Linked DNA regions of Rattus norvegicus: region 1 is linked to region 2. Evidence: chromatin contacts called from public Hi-C data. All regions are on one chromosome and are shown on one strand. Each heading gives the region's core, a stretch centred on a gene start, on an enhancer-like site or on the middle of the called end of the contact. The rest is flanking DNA. Distances are from core to core; before and after follow the strand shown.

Region 1 (7,210 bases), core at 1,365-3,864, 250 kb before region 2:
TGAGTATTCCCTCCCTAAAATTGCATCCACTCTCACACAGCCTTTCAACCTTAGCCCTGCTGCCACAGTTAGCGCCTGTTAACATCATTAATATACGCTTACTCAATCATCACAAACTGTTTAGTTTTACATTTATCCTGGATTTTGTTTTCCTTAAGAAATAACCACATACACATGTGCCTACTCACATATCTACACTCACATATACAAACATACTCATACACTCACACACTCAAACACAAACACACACACACACACACACACACACACACACACACACACACACGTTTATATTTCACTGGGGTTCCTGTCTGACTTCTTTAAAGAAAATAATAGCTTCCCACCAGAAAAGCACACTAAGCTGAACAAACTGGTTTATTACCATTGTAAATAGAATGTTCAAACGTTGAGGTAGGGATTGACAAAAGGAAAAAATATAAAAGTATATAGTTTTTAAAAATATAAATGGGAGACACTCTACTACCAAAGCAGCACAACCCAACCCTAACAGCAAATGCAGCTCTCACTGAATATTAGCAATCAAACAACCTTTACAGCTTTGAATTTGCGCATGACTTCAGCATCGTAAAGGGTGCACAACAATCAAATTCATCCTAAACCTTTCTCCAGTTTATTTTTCAAATTAAGAGAAAAAAATACTAAGAATGATCAAATTCCCTATAAAATAAGTTTATGAATCCATAAAACATTAAAAAATAAGATTATAAGCACATAAAGCATTTATGTTCCACCCTTTCCTCTTCAAATCACTTCTCTTTCCTATAATTACTGGGTTTCTAGTATTATTCTAGGACTTCCTTATACTAAAGAGCAATACAGACTATACGTAGTCTATATACACAGACAGAGACATATAGAGACTATATATAGTTACGACACTCTCCCTCAACACATACAATAGCACACAATTCACAGTTCTACGTCTTGGTTTTTTTTTTAAACTATATGGCAATTTTTTGTGTCATTTTTCATAGGTGACTATGCTAGTCCTTCAAGCTAACCAATGACATGCCAGTCAGTAAATTGCTTGGCACATGGTTTCTTTCTCCTAAGATTTTAAAACAAAGCAGATCTGAAGTGTACCGTGGGATTCAGAGACAGCCACGAATTAAGTTATATCTTATTCATTTCTTTTCAATCGGATATGAAAAGGGATGGTCTGCAATCTTTTTTCTCTAATAGCTGTTAAAGCTACAACAATGCAATCGAGGGAAATTACCTTTCCGGTGAGTTCGGGATATCGGTGCCCTAGTCAAATCAACAATGCCTATAAAAGTTTCTTCTTGTGCTTTTCGTTCACTGCAACAGAAAACACCGAGGTTTGTTGTTGCTGTTGTTTTTAAAACGTCTACAAAGCCTTCAAGTTTTGTATGGTTCTGCATTGTAATACCAAAACACCATGACCTGAACTGTCATCTGTCACGTCAGACACCAAAAGCTCTCTCTTCCTTAATCTTTCAGGATTCTGCTGACTACCTCGGACTTCCACGGCAGCAGAAAACACCCACAGGAATATAAACTTCGTGGCACTACTACTGGTACCGGGAGAGCCAGGACCACATCCAGAGCGGCCAGCTCCACAGGCAGAGCGTGGCCCGGCGCGGCGCACGCGGCTCAAGTTGGACGCCCGGGGCCCAGCGCAGCCCGCGGACCGAGCCCCGGAACCACGACCACTAACGGAACCAGCCCTGGGCGGCGGCGGCGGCCGCTCGGACCGTGGATCGCGGCGCGCGCCGGTCGCCGCGAGGGCGGGGGCTCGGCGGAGGAGCTGGCCGCCCCAGCGCCCCATTGGGCGCCGCTCCAAACGTGCCCGAGTGGTGACAGGAATAAAGTGGGTCACAAGGCCTAGCGGGTCCCGGGCGCGAGCGCTCTCCGCGGCCGACTCGGCCTGCCCCGCGCTGCACCGCGCCCAATCTCAAGCGCGCAGCGGCCTCAGCGGCCCTGGGCCGCGGAACCCACCGCGCCCCCCTGCCCCGCAGGTAACCCCGGCGGCCCCGCGACACTTGGCGCAGGCCCCGCTGAGCGCGACTCCCTGGAGCTTCGCGCTCTACGCGTCGCCGGACACCGGCCGCGGCTCCGGCCTCCCAGTCTGGCTGCCGCCCCCCGCCCCAGCCCCAGCCCCGACCCCACACGCTGCCCCCCGCGCCCTCCCGCGTCCTCACCGTGCGGCCGCCTGAAGCTCCGGCTTCCTCCCTCCCCCGCCCGGGACTCTGCCCGCCGGGGCTCACGACTGCCAAGCTGCGATAACCGGGAAACGCCACGACTCCGGGAGCAAGCAGCACCCGGGGCGGCGAGTGCGCGCCCCCGACCCACCCCTCAAAATTCGCCGCTACTGCCGCGCTCCTCCCCCTCCCAGCCTTCCCCTCCTCCACCGGCTCCGGGAGCACGCATGCGCCGCCCAGGCCAGCCTTCCGCCGCGCGTCCGGCCGAGGCCCACCCGGTGGGGCGCACTTACCGGGAGCGCGCGCGCGGCGGCGGCCAGATTTCCTTCGCGCTCTCGCCGTCCGGGATTTCCTCTCTCCAGCCGGTAGCCGCCAGCCCAGTCCGTGATTGCGCTCCCTCCCGGCGCATGCGTCGTGGGCGCAGGGCTCCGCAGCGGGCCGAGCTCTGCACTCGCCCCTCCCCTCGCGGCCGCCTTCCCAGCGCGCCGGGCGCGCATGCGACTTTCCCCGTTAGGCAGCCCCTTGCCGCGCCGCCCCGCGCTATTCCTGGGGATTCCGGGTGCCCGAGGAAACCCCACTCTGCAGGTCGGCGAGAGCTCCCTCCGCGGCCGCAGAGGGAAGCCAGCTGGGATGTCCTGAGCCCCCTTCTCGGCGCAGGCCGGGAGGCGCGGCCTAGCGGAGGGTGCGGCCGCCCGCAGCGGCTAGGGCGGCTCGCGGTTCCCCGAGATGCGGCGCTCCCTACTAGTGGGAGCCGCGGGCTGGAGTGGTTCCTCTCTCCCTGGGAAAGCAAAGAGCTTGGCCCACGCCAAGTTAGAATTCTCCAGCCCGAAGCTCGGCTTCCTCTCCTGGAAGTGCGTGGGCTGCCTGGGACTCGGTTTCCTGGCTCCTAAAGACACACTAGACTGGCGGCTCCTGGGAGATAGTTTTGGAAGACCCAAGTGACCTCGGCTGTAGCCGAGAAGCAAAAGGTCGGGATGTGTTTGCTCCTTTTATGAAAAGGCAAGAGACACTTCAAAAAGATGAGCACGGCGCTAGGGATGAACTAGGACCCTAGTTTACACTGGTTTCTTAGCCACTGCACCCGAATTAATGGGGAAGAAGTCCGTAGAGCCCTAATTCATAGCAATTTCTTTTAAAAATCAACTTGGACATCAAACAGAAGGCATTAACCTATACTCTTTAACTCCAAAAATCCTCTCTCCAGGGTAATGTCTATCTCAATGATAATTAAGTTCTTGATGTATATTCGGGGGGAAAGAAACCTTCAAAACTAGGGAAATTAGCTCCATTCTCCCCAGCAGTGTGAACTCAGAGGAAGGAGAATCCTCAAATTCCTGGCTACGTAGCCAGAACCCTGTCAGGAGAACTTTTCCTTGGTGCATTCATTCTTCGTTCGTTTCGCCATTGAAGGCTCTTAATGCACAATTCCTGCTGTCCGAATTCATCTGCTACTCGGGTTCATTGACTTTACCCATTCTCCTCTCAATCCTTGTGGTCCAGGCAGGACACTGGAGGAGGAGACCTTGGGTTCTCTGTTTCAGATTGGCAATTACTGCCAAGAAGACTGTTTTCCAAGGAGTTTGGTTCCGAAAAAGATAAAATCTTTTCTTGTGTGACTAGTGAAAGAGCAGGCACCATGAAGGGAAAAACCAGAAAACAGATGAAAAGATAGTGAAGTAGCCTGGATGCATGAGCGCTGCAATCGATGTGGGCTAGATTCCCTTGGAAATTTCAGTTAATCAATAAATTCCTGAATGTGTTTGTTTTATTGCTTAAAACCAATAAGAGCTTTTCTGCCACCTACAAGTCAACGTCTTGATCACTGGTAGGTAGTAAAGGATGGGGTGGAGGTAAGGTTAATAAGGTAACCTATTTGGTTACAGCCAAACGAATTTGAATGCTTTTCCTAGGTCGGATGTTTTGGGTTTTATTTAGTTTCTTTTTCTATTCTAGCTCCTCTAGTACTTATACATACACATGCATATACATATACATATACATATACATATACATATACATATACATATACATATACATATACATATACATCTTCAAGATGACCTTTGCCCCCTTTAATGGTTTCATTGTCCTCTTAGTCACCTGTGACTCCTCCCTCGCTCACATTCTCTGTTTAATTATTTACCAAGACTTGGTGATAATCCCTTGACTTTCTGCTCAGTCCTGTCACTGTTTGACTATTTCCCACGGTTCAGTTTACAACTTTTCCCCCATTAAAAAAAAGTTTCTTTTACTCCCCAACTTTCACACACTGCGTTTCCAGCAAACAGCTTCGCCTCTTAAATCCTAAATCTAGGCTCCCAATTCCAAACCACTGCCTTAAACGCCCTGTGCCTTGCTGCCATTTAAACTGTTTCCAGTCCTCTTTTCAGCTGCCTTTTCATCAAGTTACTCATCTGTAAAAACTGTAAGCTGCAGATAACAGTCTCCATCCCCAGAACCATGAAGAGGCAGCTGGGTTTCTATCCACACTGCCTGCTATGTAAATCCCATCTCAAGTATTGGCCACTTTCAGTTTTGAAATTAAAGTATAATTACATCATTTCCCCTTCCCTCTACCTCCTCGAGTCCTTCCCAACCTATTTCTCTAATTTAGTGCGTGTGTATTCCCAAACATAAGCATACAGCCCACTTGGTTTGTATAATGTCTCTTGATATCGGATAACCAATTTAAGGGCTCTCCTCTAGGGAAGACTGCCACTAACACTTTCCGATTTTAGCATTCCTTAGTTGTCTGTAGTTTTGTCAGAGGTTTACCCCTTCCATGTTAGCTATGTTTGAGACTTCAAACCTCCCTCTGTGTCTGTATTACAGTCTCTCTGCCTCTTCATCCTCTATGGCCCTAAGCCTTAGGTACAGAAACTGTTGTAGATGAGCAGTGGGAGCTGGGCACCACCCGTCACCTGTTCTCTGCATTTTGAGGTGGTTTTCTGTAATGGCCTCCGTTTGTTTTGGAAAAGTCTCTTTGATGAGGGGTGAGATCTGTCCTTATCTGTGAGCATAGTGGGCGTACGGATCAGGATTTAGAATGTAGTTAGAAATGACTGGGCTGGCGATGTGGCAGCTGTAGGTTCTCCTTCAGGATCCATGACATCACCAGCACCAGGCAGTTGGCTGGGTTTCCAATCCTGGGAACCGTTTCCTTCTTGTTGTGTGGGCCTTAAGCCCAAGGAAGGAGCTATGGAGCTGTTGGGATTCGGCCAATGTTTGTGAACCACAATTGCATTCTTGGGGATACTGTTTGGCAGTTTTTAAAATCCAGTTTCCTCCCATGATCTTAGCTGTCTTCTTTGTTCAACCTTTCCCTAGTTGCATATGTTCCACTAATCACAAAGTAATGTCTGCTCTTCCATAACCCATTCACGACTGCCACCAACACTCCTAGCCTTAGCATATTTTTACATGAGTTGGAAGATCCAGGCATGCAATAGTTCTGTCGAGGTGTTTAAATCCCATGGCTCTATTATTCAGATTCTTTCCAGTCTTTTTAACAGAGGGACTTTCAGTAATAATATATGTGGCATTACGGAATTCATGTCAAAAGTATAGGCTTTGGATGTCACTATTGCCTTAAGCTGGGGGATACTGAAAGCCAAGGCGCTTCGGAGAGTTACCCACAGGATCTAAGGATGAGAGTTTGGGAGAACGGTGGCTCTAGGTGGTGAGGATGATGGCTGTCCACCTTTACAGTCTGCCGCTGGGTCCCTGGGAATGGTTACATTGACGCAGGCATTTGCCTGCAGTATGTCCCCCCTTCAGTCTTCATACACATATGTCCCATTAGCTACTTGATGTCTCAAGTATGCCCCTAAAACAAGAATGCATTGCTATCTTGGGTGGTTAACAGTGGTACTCACTTGTAATCCGTGCAGGGCCCTGTCTTTATAAAAGAAGGAGAAAGTACATGTGAGAGCAGTCACAGAGCTCCTTCTGTGCATCCACGTGCTTAATCACGGCCACAATGCCTTATTTGGTCTGCCCCATGCCTGCCCTCCAGTCTCACAGCCTACCATTTGCTCCTGTAACATTCCAGAAACGTCTTTCCGATTCCTGGCTGATCCCTGCCCACGACAGGCTTTGACAGAGGCAGCAGCACTGCGAACCTCCGCCTAGAAGCTGCTACACCTATTCTTAAGCCTCCTCCTCAACCCGCAAGTGTCGGCATAGGATTTAAGTATTTCTACTCATCTGTCTACGCAGTACCCAGTTTCTTATTTACTCTTTCTCCCATAATATATTACTTGCATACATCTGATTAATGTATGTTCTGTGTCTTACTTCAACCATCTCCCCTACCAGATGATTCACTACTTTATTACTACTTAGAGCATGGATTTCAATACCTGAGGTGACTAAGTGACTGAGATTAGCGGTAAAGCCTACTGGGAAGGGTTTTCTGTCCCCAACTAAGATTGGAGGCAGATGGTCAAAAAGTAGTTTTAGATGTACATAACGCAAAGGAGGGATAAACTGGGATTCATTGGGGAAGATCATGTGACCAGTAGTGCTGTCCTAATAGTGTTCCATAAGAATGTGGACACTACTGTAGGTAAAAAACCTCCCTATATAAGACCGTGTGGCTGTAATAAAGTTACCACCTAAGAATGTGTGTCACTCTACCACCCGGGTAGGAGTCTGAGACACTAGAATACATGCTGCTATGAGACTGTGCAGCCCTGCGGAGAAAGCCAACGCCTGTGTAATATACGTGACATGGACTAGAGGATGAGACCACCAGTATATGGTGTGCAGTGAAGTCCAAAGTAGGGAGCAAAGAGTACCGAGTATCTCACCTTCTAAGTAACCACCAATACATGATTCCGGAAACGACCTCCTGCTCCTGCTCCTCCGTGTGCGTGCCTGTGTGCATGCATGTGCTTAAGAGTGTGCTCACTGGGGATCAGAGCACTCTACCCATGAACCTCCATTTATTGACTCATTCTGAGACAAGTCTCAATATGTAGCCCAGGCTGGCCTCAAACTTGTGTTCTCCTACCTCTGTATGTCTG
Region 2 (6,913 bases), core at 1,628-4,127:
CCACTGTCTTAGTCAGTGTTCCACTGCTGGACACCTTGACCACAGCAACTCTTAAAAAGGAAGTCATTTAACTGGAACTTGCTTACAGATTCAGAGGTTTAGTCCATCGTCATCATGCCCGGTCATCTGAAGTGACTTGTGTAGGGATTTAAATCCAATAGACGGCATTAGCAGATAGAAGGGTGCAAAAGACTGGACTGGAGGGGGCACAGTCTTTGTGCTGTTAGCTCTTCAAATTCTTTCATTACATTTGCTGTTTCCAGCAACCTGTTCTGAAGAGGTTTTATTGAGCTCTGAACAAATGCAACACTTGTCCCCTTGTCCCTCATTCCTGTGTCAACACATCCTTGATGTGAGTGTAAGCTGAGACTCGCAGCTGTGCAATTTCAAACGTGGAGCAGTTAAAGATGGGGGTGTTATTAACTTTTGGTCAAAAGAAGGGACTGATATGCAAATATTCCTTTGTTCTTGCCTGTAGCAGACAGTTCAGAGATTCATAATGTTCTTTTTTTTTTCTTTTTTTTCTTTTTTCTTTTTTTCTGGAGCTGGGGACCGAACCCAGGGCCTTGTGCTTGCTAGGCAAGCGCTCTACCACTGAGCTAAATCCCCAATCCCTCATAATGTTCTTAAAAGGCCTTAGAGATTCAGAAAATATCCAAATATGGTGATGATCAACCAAAACTCCTCTTCTGACTGCATCTTTTTGTAATGTTTCATTTCTCCTCTCATTCCCGCCCTCCAGGGTCAAATCCCCAAACAGAGAAAAATCCAAGGGGAACAGAAGGAGAATTAATATAATTATTAAATATGATCTATTTTACTTTTTACATAAAATAGCTTATCTTTTATATAAATAGAACATAACTTATATAAGTATGTAATTAAATTAGTTAAGTATAAATATAATTTAATATAAACATTTTATTATCATTATTATTACTGCTGTTCTGTTATCCAAACAGAAATATCAGAGGTGGAGAAATAGATACACAAATCTGGAGTTCAGGAGAAGTCTAGCCTTCTAGAATACCACTCACTTCTCAACTCTGAGAATTGTAACATACGGGTAAAAAAAATCAATTAAAAAGACAAAATGACAGCAAAAAAAAAAAACAAAAACAAAAACAAAAAACCAACCCACAATCCACCCCCTCCCAAAAAACCACCCAATGGGATTGTCAGTTAAGACATCCAAGGCAAACCCTCTGGAGCTCAGAAGGAATGACATGAGAAATCTACCCAAATATAGAACTCGATCCTGTGAGATTGCTCTCAAATATCTTTGATTAGAAGATAATAATCTCAGTAACAAACAGGTCCCTATTTATTATTTCTCCTAGTTTTCCCAAAAGTCTATCTTTAGACAAATGGTGAAAATACTGTGCATAGCTCATCTCTCATTTTCTTAAGAAATCCATCCTGTGCGCCTAGTCCTAAAGAGATGTGATGTCCCAGGGTGGGTTGGGATCCAAGGGGGTCTTCCCCCTTCTCAGAGAAGGGGAGAATAAGGGAGAGACTTGGAGGTGGGGAATGAAAGGAGGGGCAGGCTGTGATTGGCATGTAAAGTGAATAAATAAATTAATGAGAAAAAACAGCAAAGAAGAGGGGTAAGGGGAGGGCGAGAGAGGGAGGGGGAAGGGGAGAAGGAGAAGGAGGGGGAGGAGGAAGAGGAAAAGGAGGAGGAGGAGAAGGAGAGGAGGAGGAGGAGAAGGAGGAGGAGAAGGAAGAGGAGGAGAGGAGGAGGAAGAGGAGGGGAGGGGAGGAAGAGGAGGAGGAAGAGGAGGAGGAAGAGGAGGAGGAAGAGGAAGAGGAGGAGGAAGAGAAGGAGAGGAGGAGGAAGAGGAGGAGAGGAGGAGGAGGAGGAGGAGGAGGAGGAGGAGATGATCATCCTGGTAGAGTATGTTATCCTGCCTTCGCAATCACCTTTTCTAGTTCTACCTCATTATGAACTCATTCAGTATAGAATTAAAGCTTGAATGGCCTTTGTACCTGGAAATCAAAGTTCCCAGCACTCAATCCCTGCCAGGGATGTGGCCTAAATGAATCACTTGTCTTATAGCTCACAATCTTGGCATCATTCATGCCTCTCACACTGAAACAAGTATCACCTTTAAAACAAAGATTCTGTTTCAGTATCTGATGTGAGCCGGCGGGTGCAGTTTCTAAAAAGCACCCAGGAAGGTCTGCGCAGTCCGCCCGGTAGAGTATGAAGTGCGTAAGTGACATGGTTCTAGACCTAAACACGTTATGGGAATTAAGTGGGGAGAAATTAAGGATACTAGTGATGTCTAGGTTCCTCTCCCAGAGATTCTGACTTAACTCATTGAAGTGCTCCGAAGAATCTAGAGTTAACAGGATTTTACATATGCAAAGGAGAAAACATTTAATGAGCTCTCAAATGATTTGCCACAAATATCAGAATGGGTACATCTAGAAAAAGAAAATACCACCATTATCAACTCCTCTAATCAGTGGTTATCTATGCTAGTGGTTCTCAACTTTCCTAATGCTGCAACCCTTTAATACATTTCCTCATGCTGCAGTGGGTCCCAACCATTAAACTATTTCATTTCTATTTTATAACTGTAATTTTGCTGCTGTTATCAATTGTAATGTAAATATCTGATATATGGGATATCTGATATGTGACCCCTATGAAGGGATCATTTGACCGCGAAAGACCCACAGGTTGAGAACCACCAGTCTACGAGCTTGCGGGTTCGGTCCTTGCCTTTTCCACGCCCACTGTCTGGCCCGGTCCCACCCATCAAGGCAACGTTCGACCTCCTCCAAGTCCATTGGTCAATCTGTTCCCTTCCATTGTCTCCGTTTCCGGCTCCACAAGATCAACTTCCGGTACAGAGCGGCACGTGACCGGATACGGGAAGTGGCGGCTTCTGGCCGCTTCTTTTCCCAGCTCAATGAAAAGCGTTTCATAGCTGCTCTTGCTGCCGGCGCCCTTGTAGAGTCCGTCTTGGAGCACCAACCTCGGCCGGCCGGCCTCGCGGTAAGCTTCCGGCCGGGGACCGGCGGTCCTGGAGGTGGTAGCCTAAGTGGAGGCAGTGTTCAATCTGCGTCAGGTCGGCCACTCCCAAGTGACACGGCCCACCCACCCTGCTGCCCTCCAGGGCTGCAGAACCGCTGCTGCAGAGCCCGGACTGAGTCCTTACTTCTTCCTGTCCTGGGCTCTGGGAGAAGACGGAGCCCGGAGGCAGCCTAGGGTCAGTCCTCAGTTCCGCCCATCCGGGACAGATTTCATTTTTGCCAAATTAGCGTGGTTTGGGAGAGGAGAACGTGACCTGGCTTCTGCCGGTCCAAATCAACAAATATGTCCTTATAAATCTTAAAAGGGCGTTGCCCAGCCTCTGAGCAGTTTTCGTTTTTTGGATGACAAGTCTTGAGATGTCACTGCAGTAGATGGGCCCAACCCACTAAGGCACTTGCACTGACACACAGTGTAATGATGGCCCTATCAAGGTGCAGGAAGTAAGATACGCGATGAACAGAGGTTAGCTGCCTCTGTAACGGGCAGCCTTGAGGTTTTAGAAGGCGAAGAACTAAAGAGAACCCAGAATATGGGCGTGGGTTTTAGACTTGGTAAATAGTTGTGAAGGCCACTATTAATAATACTGGCATAATATAAAGTTCTGTATAAACATTGGAGAATTCATCACTAACCCCAAAGAAGACTGACTGTTACAATTCTACATCATCCCATTCATGTCTTTCAGATTCTCCACTATACCCCCAGAGTGCTACCTGGCACTTAGTGAATAGTAATATTTGTTGAATTACGTCTAATTTCTTTTATGAGTTATAACCAGTCCTCTGCTGTTTGGCTGTTTACCATGCACGGAGTCTTTAGTATGGTGAATATTGGCCTGAGTTAATTGTTCTGTTTACCAGTTTTTACTGTTTCAATAAAACAGGTTACACCAAGAGGTTGTAGTAAGTACCCAACACACAAACCTGTGTTAGAGCACCCTCCCTCCTCCTCTTCCTCCTCCTCCTCCTCCTCCTCCTCCTCTTCCTCCTCTTCCTCCTCTTCCTCCTCCTCTTCCTCTTCTTCCTCTTCCTCCTCCTCCTCCTCTTCTTCCTCCTCCTCTTCTTCCTCCTCCTCCTCCCAAGAGATGACTGTGGAGACCTAGGAGATGATACTCATGTCCCCATTAGATAGCAAGCACTTGTCTCGTAAATACAGTAAGTGCTCTAGACATTTGCATGGGAAGAGCAATGAGGATTAAGACTTTTACTGAGTCAGCTTCATCCAAATGGAGAAATGTACGTTTGAATAGGGAAAAGATAATCTGGCCTGCATGGGAAAGTGCTTAACCAAAGATTTCAAGTCAGAAACAACACAGTGCTTTGAATGCAAGGCATGGCTTGAGAACAGTGGTATAATGAGGACTGGTTTAAAGTTATTTACTAGTTTTTCAGGGAACTTGTAGAAACTTTAAAAAAAGAAAAAGGTAACAGGTGCTATTACTTAAAGGCAGTAAATCTTGGTTGCTTGGTAGCCAGATGGGGGAAAAGTAAATTATATGTAGATGGAGAAGTCACTGCGTACGCTAACAGATTTCACGTTGGCATGGAGGAAGCAATGAACTAGGGCAGAGTTTGAGTCTGGGTTGTTTTCTTATAGATTCAAAAGTTGGAAAGAGGTAACTTGGAGGGAACTATCCCTGGTCTGTTGTTGAGTGCAACAGTATTTCCCTAAATGTTTACTAAGCACTCGCTGTGTGCCTCGTGGCAAATGCTAGGAATATAAAGATGGATAAGATGAGATCCTTGCCGAGAGAGAACTGCTTTTAGTAGGGTCTAGAGTGCACTAGCTAGAAAACACTGGTTGGAGAGCTGCTGCCAGTAGAGGTAAGCTGGGGAACAGAAGAGGAGGAAGGCTTCAAAGAAGATGCAGTGTGTTATCAGAATGGTTGAGGGTGAGTTGGAATTTGCAGTGACAAGAATTTCAGAATGAGGAAAATAGTGAACAAAGCCCAGAGACAGTACAGTAAACTGCAGTGTCCACTTGAGTTTGAGGATAGGATAGAGTATCGCTTTAATGTCACACCTGGGCCCTAGGGCACATTAAGGGGTGTGCCACAAGCTAGAGTCATCTGAAAGAAGGAAACCGCCATTGAGAAAATGCCCCCGTAAGATCCAGCTGAAGGGCATTTTTTAAATCCGTGGTTGACGGGGGCTGGATCATAACAGCAGTTGCATGCCTGACTTGCAGAAGGGACTGCAGGACTGTTCTAAAGCCTCCCTGCCATTTGTGATCCTCCCAGCTGGGTGGGGGAGGCCCCTTCCTCATTGCTTACTGCTGTGTGTCCTGTGGGTTTTTAGCCTTCCCAGCAGTTGAAAGTAGGATTCTTGCCGCAGATGTCAGTCGTATTTCCCAAGTGGTTGATGGTATGAAACCTTTTGGGTTTCTGGTGTGCATCTTTGCAATAGGCAAAGGGCGGCTGCACATGTTTTTCCTTAGCACCATCCACGCCCCCTTTTCTTGTGCGTGGTCTCTCACCAGATTGGCGCTCCAACCATAGGTGAAGTTGTCTGCTCAGTGCACTCCAGGGATCTGCTTGTCTCTGCCTCCCCAGCATGAGGTTGCAGGCAGGCTTCCCCATGCACTGCTTGTTAAATGAGTTCTGGAAACTAACAAGATTGGACTTGTGTCCTCCAATTACTAGGAAACACTTTTCCAACAGAGCTGTCGCCCCAGCTCTATACCGAACATTTTTTCTATATTTATTGGCTTTTTGCACGTGTCTCTGTGTGTATGCTTGCATATATGTATATATGGGTGTGTGTGTGTGTGTGTGTGTGTACTGGTTTCTCTGATTTCATTTCCAAACTTGAAGCTCCATGCTTCTATGTTATAGATGTATTAATATGTTTATGTATTTATTAAGAATTTATCATTCGAGTCATAAATGGAACACTATGAGGGGGGCGGTGCTTTTGTGAATTAGCTCAACACCTTCTCCTAAATGCTTTTCAGCTGAGAGAAGATGACAGCAATCAAGCACGCACTACAGAGAGACATCTTCACGCCCAACGACGAACGCCTGCTGAGCATCGTGAATGTCTGCAAAGCAGGCAAAAAGAAAAAGAACTGTTTTCTGTGTGCCACAGGTCGGTGTTTATTCAGCAAAAATGTGTACTAGATACTTCAGATTTTATTGTGTTTTGGTCGGGATTGCTTTTAAGCTATCATTTAAGTTGTAGGGACTTGCGTTTTTTAATGATGTTTGTTTCCATGAATATGCTTATTTTCTGTGTTGGTAAGCCTTGCTACTTTCTTTTTAAAGTTTTGCACCTTTTTATATTTGTTACAAGGTATTCTTACGTCTGTGTGCTGTTACCAGTTATAATGTAAGATATGATGAAACAAAATTGTATCTTTTTTAAATACACTGTTAGCAATATACTGGTTTAAGACTTTGCTTCCATGTTCTTTATTTGTGTGTAGTTTTCCTCTTGCTACCTTCAGCTGGTTAGCCATAGTTATTAAATAACCAGTGCGTGCCCCTTGCCTTCTCACTAGAATGGTTGTGTGCTTGGAGTTATTCTCTTCTTGAAAACTTTGCAGGAGAAGCAGGTGGCAGTGCTGGACCAGTGTGGGGAGGTGGGGTGATGACACATTTTTGCCCAGCAAGTGCAGTTTAGTGGACATCTTTTCCAAATATTCCTAATCCTGTTACCCTTTAACACAGTTCCTCATGTTGTGGTGACCCCAATCATAACGTTTTTCTTGCTGCTTCGTAACTGTAATTTTGTTTTTATATATCTGTTTTCCGATGGTCTTATGTGGCCCCCAGGTTGAGGACCTCTCCTTTAGTCCGTTTGGGTATGTTAAGGTCTTTAAGAGAGTATTGGGGGTTTGTTGTTTGTTGTTTGGAAAGCCATTGCTTTT

The links. A called contact is a pair of places that touch in the nucleus more often than the background predicts.
Region 1: a contact with region 2 is called in a Hi-C map of liver, with 2.4 times the contacts expected there. The contact joins the promoter of Clock here to the promoter of Exoc1 in region 2. A contact is called at or near these places in 4 of 12 Hi-C or Micro-C datasets (frontal cortex, liver, mammary epithelial cells and 1 more).

The regions. Positions count from the first base shown.
Region 1 is chr14:32,258,154-32,265,363 of GRCr8, reverse strand. It overlaps Clock (clock circadian regulator), which reads right to left and starts at 2,614. Exons shown (of 23, transcript NM_001389254.1): 1 at 2,477-2,614; 2 at 1,241-1,320.
Region 2 is chr14:32,010,091-32,017,003 of GRCr8, reverse strand. Exoc1 (exocyst complex component 1) reads left to right here and starts at 2,877. Exons shown (of 18, transcript NM_001401332.1): 1 at 2,877-3,007; 2 at 5,999-6,132. The coding sequence starts at 6,009.